Regions from separate parts of the Mus musculus genome. Here region 2 is linked to region 1. Evidence: chromatin contacts called from public promoter capture Hi-C data. All regions are on one chromosome and are shown on one strand. The core of a region is the stretch at or near the end of the contact, and the rest is flanking DNA. Distances in the headings are between cores, read along the strand shown.

Region 1 (2,852 bases), core at 240-2,739:
AGCCAGAGCCCGTGGGAGTCAGAGCCCGTGGGAATGGGCAGACGAGCCAGAGCCCGTGGGAGTGGGCAGACCAGCCAGAGCCCGTGGGAGTGGGCAGACCAGCCAGAGCCCGTGGGAGTGGGCAGACCAGCCAGAGCCCGTGGGAGTGGGCAGAAGAGCCAGAGCCTATGGGAGTGGGCAGACCAGCCAGAGCCAAGGGGAGGTGAGAGAAACCTGAGGTGAAATATGAAGGGAAACGGAATATTCAGGGAAAAAAGTCCTCCATTGCCTTCCTTATTGTTGATGATTGTGTTGTTACATTTATTTCTTCTTTTGCCAACCTAGAAGACCTTAAATAACATGTTTAGGGACTGGAGAAGGTATCCATGGGTTAAAAACACCTACTGTTTCTACAAAGGGCCCAAGTTCATATCCAAGCACCCACAGTGAATGGCTCACAATGGCCAGTAACTCCAGTTCCAGGGCAATCTGACACTGCTGCAGGCACCTGCACTTTTATGCACATAAGCACATGCAAAAATATAAATATGTGCATACATTAAAATAAGGGTTTGAAAATATGCATTTATGTGACTTAAGAATTGCAGAAAGATTGAGGAAAAAGTGAAAGGTTCAAGGCCTATGTTAATCAATTGGGCAGTGTGTGTGTGTGTGTGTGTGTGTGTATTTATTTCACAGAAGAATAAAAATGGCAGAGGAAGGGTTTTTAGAAACAGATATTGGGGAGTTAACATCTGACTATTGCCTGTGGAGCAGGCAGGCTGGAAACCCTAAATGACAGATGTGATGGTTACTACAGCTGTCTGCCTCAGCTACCCGACACAGAATGCCCTGTTCCACTCAGGTACTGGGGAGGCTGATGACATTCCGGCCTCCATTCTTTCTTAAAAAAAAAAATGCTTCTTGCTGGTATGTGATCACAACAATAACACAAGTAACTCATACAAGGGCTCTCTGCTCTTTATCCTCCCACTCACTCCAGTAAGGAAGAAAGCAAGCTTGAACTTGTATTTCCAAGGCCCACATGATAAGGACTAAAGTCTATCTGTGGACAAGACAGGAGCAAGAGCCTGTGAAGAGAGCACCAAGACAAATGCCAACCTCTTGACAAGAAAATGACCAAGGTCCTTTGAAGTTGAATTTCAGCAGGGGACATTTAACAAGAAACCTGTGTAGAAGGACAGACCTTGGAGAGGAACACTCGGGTGGACCAGGAAGGGTGGGGACTTGGGAAACAGAGAAGCACGGAGGATGGGAAGACAGGAACTGGGGAAGAGTGGGCTAGAGCCAGAGAATGCAGCCCACTGCACCACGGGGTTGCTAAAAGGGCAGTTGAGACAGATAAGAGCAGCCAGGAGAAGGTGAAGCAATCATGGGTGGAGCCCGGCAATGAGTAGACCAAACAAAGGAACTTAACAATCCATCTGGGGAGAGCATGGGAGGAAGACAGAGTTGAGGAGGAAAGCGAGAATGGCCGAAGTCCAGTGAGCTGTGCAAGGGGAGTCTCGGGGCAGTGAGTCACTGTCCCACTTAGGAGGGCCCCTGGGCTGGACAACTATTTGAAGTCATCGGGAAGCTTGGCAAATTAAGAGGTTATTAAAAATCTTAAGGATAGAGCCAGCTGTGGTTGCCAAATTTATGTAATTAATGTTGAAACAGTCCATATCAGCCCTATGGAATCTTGTCATTGAGAGCTCAAACAGGATAAGTCATGGTTTATTCTTCTCATATAAAACCCTGCGGTTTCCTTTTTCGTGCTCAGCAGAGAGCAGCCTCCTCAGTTTCCCTCCGAGTACTTTGACTGAGACAAATATCATTACAGTAGAGAGTGACTAGTCCACATCTTTGATGGAGGTCTTGCTTTGTAGTAGCTATTTAGGATGAAGCCCCTTCTTCTCGCTCAGCTTAATTCCTTAGTCACAACCCCAGTGGTGGATCAAGGACAGGAGAAGAGGGAAGTGGGAATCACAGAAATGGCCCTTAAGTCTCTTCTAGAATCTTGGAAGTGGCTTTTTAGAGTGCTGCGTTGAAAGAGATCTAGGACTACAAGTCTAACCAAGAAAATGTTAAATGGCTTAATGGGAAGAGGGGAAATCCTTTGTCTGTCCTGTCAAAATCTCCGCCTTTGATGGAGTATGTGCACGTGTGATTAACTCCACTTGTGGATCAGGACTTCCATGATTCCCTGTTTCATTTGTATGTCATAGGCTTGGGGCAGATAAGTGATACTACAGATATGCTAGGCTTTCACCTTTCCTCACAGGTCATCTCCAAGTGCCTCCATTTTTGTTTTGTCAAATGCTCTGATAGGTTTTGGATCATTTTTGACATTACCTGCCTATGTTACTGCCCAAACACATGTTTGTTTGTTTGTTTTTTCTGTCATTAGGCACCATTTCTCTAGGATCTTGATGGCAGCATCTTTCTGACCTCATTGAAGCCTCTGTGAATTCTATGGCTACTGTCATAGGAATGACACAGAGCAATGCTGAAACTTGCCTGTTCCTCCACAGCCTGCACATGGGCTGCTCAAACCTGCCGTGCTGGTTACTTAGAAAGTCACAATTTTCCAAGTGTGGCCAAGTATGTGAGCTTCTCACCCATCCTCGCCATTCAGAACATTACTAGAGGAGGTGTCTACCTTTACGAGAAGGGGAGGGGGGAGGAGGGAAGGATTGAGTGAGGGGGTAATCAGAAGGGGCAGTGGGCAGGATATAAAGTGAATTAGTAAAAAAAATTAATTTTTAAAAGTTAGAAAAAAGTTTCTGATAGTACTTAGATCACTGATAAACTGTAGTCATGGCACTAAGGGATGCTGAAAACATGTTTTTCTTCAGTGTTGTATCTTTGTG
Region 2 (2,852 bases), core at 157-2,656, 1.2 Mb before region 1:
TTATGACTTCATTGTGAGCTTTGACCCATGATACACTAGTTTTTAGAATTGGTATGTTGTTCTGAGAGTAAGGATAATGTGCATGACAGCCAAGACGAAGAGCTCTGCAGTCTAGAAAGTCCTGGGAGCTCCCAAAGCGATGCTCACAATCGCCCCACAAATGCATCTTTCCCTCTGTTATGGCTCTGGTATCCCAGCACTCACACACCTGGATGTTCTGAACAGCAGCAGACAAAACAGACATACCGAGCAAAGCATGTCTGAGAAACATTTCTGTTTCTCACAGATGTCATCCTAGAACCCAGGGGCCACCACAGCAGAGTACTAGTCTTGATCAGGGCGGTGGCATTTTTCTAGTCCCACAACTTAATCCTGGAGCATTTTCAAGGATGATGCCAACACTCTAGTCTCAGGCTCTTCAAGTGGGTTGTTGACACTCACCATGACCTCTGATGGCCTCTGCTGGATATAGGGGAGTCCCTTTCCCTTTTCCCTCACAGATTTGCATAGGCAATGAATTGATTAAGTTATGAGAGTGTTTTTTATAAGTTCTTAAGAAATTTCATGGCTGTGGATTGATACTATTCCTCAGTGTTTTCTTTTCTTCTTTAACTTAACGAACATTTACACCCAATGAACCCTGGAGACAATGTATTTGGCTCTGAGGCCTCAAAGATATCCAGTAGATTATTCTCAAGTTTCTTCGGATGGGAATACTGCCTTTAAGCTTCCACTGGGTATCTGCTCGGGTTTTTCTCTTGCCCAGGAAGGCTGGGGGAAAGGTGTTTGTGTTGGAGCATGCTGCATGCTGCTTCCTATGTGGAGTCATAGCTGAATCCTTCCACCAATAACTGATAAAAGAAAAGACTAGGGGATAATGGAAGGTGGCGTTGGCCTGGTCCAGCTAGGCATCTGGACAATCACACTTTCTCTCCCTGTTGTATGTCTCTGCTATGGCCTCTCGGTAGTTTGCTCACACTACTAGCCCACCACCTCTGACAAAAGCTTGACCAAGGACTAGCAAGGCTATTGCTATAATTCTTTGCCCGTTCCCTTTCAGGATTATTGCAGAGTGCCTTAGAAAGTCTAACTCTAACTGTGTGCTAGATGCCTTTCACAACTTACTCTGCTGGATGGACACCATCAATCTTGTTCTCCCACACACACTCTTTAATGATAACTAAAAAAAGCCTCCAAGGAAGATGTTAGCAGTAGGGAAGAGAAGAGGGTGTGAGTGAGGAGAGGAATGGTCAGCGATATCAAAGGTGACATGAGAGGGTTTAGGAAGAGGTAGGAGGGTAGGTTTCCAGGGAGACAGAGTAGGGAAAGTTAGACAGGAGGGTTAAGGTACTCCCGTGTTCCAGTCTAAGTTGGGTGAGTGCTGGTTAAGAGACCTTAGCCACTAGGTGGCAGTGGAACCTTAGTCGCTTGTCTGAGGTTGAGGTGGCTCTGCCCCTGGTTTACTGCAGAGGAAGCATTAAACACAGCCAGATTCAATATTGAACAGTGACATTGCATTACCATCTACACAGAGCTCTGAGGAAAAGCTACACCAGATACCAACAGGCATCTTTATCCATGCACCATAAAGAGTTCTAATTATGCATTATTACAATAAGGAATTTTAGCTTGTGTTTAAAGTTATCTTTCTATCCTTAAGATGATAGCCGTAGCTCCAAAGGGCATTCACCTTTACCGCTAGCATGCCGTCTGCCAGGACATGGTGAAACTGGAACATATGACCGGAGATCAAGGCGAATCTACCCCCCAGCACAGATTCTTTTTTTTTTTTTGGGTCAGGATTAGGTGAGCGTTAGTGTAAGAGTGGGCCCCAGATGGACATATTCTCTGAGGGGGTTTGCATGGAACACACCGAGGGGCTCACAAAGCAGTTTCTGCCTTGACTGGCTTCTGTGGTGATTCCTTCAGAGCTGAGAGAGTCACCAGGATGCAGGGGCGTTTGTTCCTCTGGGAGCTATCATGGAGCCTTCATTTAAACAACTCTCATTGTCCCCCCCGCCCCCCGTTTTTGATAATTTAAACAACCCAGACAATTAACTGAGTGGGTTGATTTTGAACTTAAAATCTAAGACTTGAAGATAAAGCCATTATAATGTCTTTCTAAATAAAAGATTTTAGAGACTTGGACTGTCAACCTTTCAGATACACGTAGAGGTTTGTTAGGCTAAAGTTTCATAAGTTGCTGAAACTTAGGTCAGTTCTTTTTAGATGAATCCTCCAGAATTACATTTATTTTTAAATAAGAATTTTAATTTGAGAAAAAAACAAAACCAGCCAGAATTCTAAAAGTGAACTGTGATGTATTTTCTTCCTCCCCCTTTTGACATCTTTAGATGTTTTATTCAGTAAAATGTAGCAGAATTTTGGATCTTATTTTAGTATTTTTTGGAGTCTAACTGGGACATATTACCTTCAAAACTTGGTTTTATAGCACTGGTCACCACTGCTCTTTTTTTGTTTTGTTTTGTTTTCCCAATATAACATTTCTATTGATTCCCTGGAAATTTCACATCACGCACACTGATCAAACTCATTTCTCAGTCCTTCCACCCTTATGATCTCCCTTCAGGGAGGTAAAATAAAAAAAGTAAAAATAAAAATGAATAGAACCCCCTTAAGCCCAATTTGCGTTATCTGTGAACTCACTGGAGCATGGTCAAACTGTGACACCTGCCTCTCAAATAGGACTGAGCCCTTCCCGGCCGCACTCACGCCAGCCGTCAGCTGTGGAGAGTTATGCTTCAATGTCACCATCCACTTGCAAGAGTTCATTTTGGTGGCTTCCTGTCTAGGAGATGGCTCAGTCATTAAAGCCTAGGCTCACAACCAAA

The links. Promoter capture Hi-C pulls out the DNA fragments that hold promoters and counts their contacts.
Region 2: a promoter capture Hi-C map of the HPC-7 cell line shows a contact between it and region 1, with 4 times the contacts expected there. The contact joins two enhancer-like sites. A contact is called at or near these places in 3 of 39 promoter capture datasets (the 3T3-L1 cell line and the HPC-7 cell line) and 2 of 484 Hi-C or Micro-C datasets (the HPC-7 cell line and cortical neurons).

The regions. Positions count from the first base shown.
Region 1 is chr2:125,277,263-125,280,114 of GRCm38.p6, reverse strand. No RefSeq gene overlaps it. Among named protein-coding and RNA genes, the nearest start is that of Dut, 31 kb to the right of the region's middle. Within about 2 kb of position 1,489, at least 43 of the 459 cell types and tissues checked have an H3K27ac peak or open chromatin away from gene starts, as enhancers often do.
Region 2 is chr2:126,428,020-126,430,871 of GRCm38.p6, reverse strand. All of the region lies in intron 7 of Atp8b4 (ATPase, class I, type 8B, member 4), which reads left to right. Among named protein-coding and RNA genes, the nearest start is that of Atp8b4, 62 kb to the left of the region's middle. Within about 2 kb of position 1,406, at least 18 of the 459 cell types and tissues checked have an H3K27ac peak or open chromatin away from gene starts, as enhancers often do.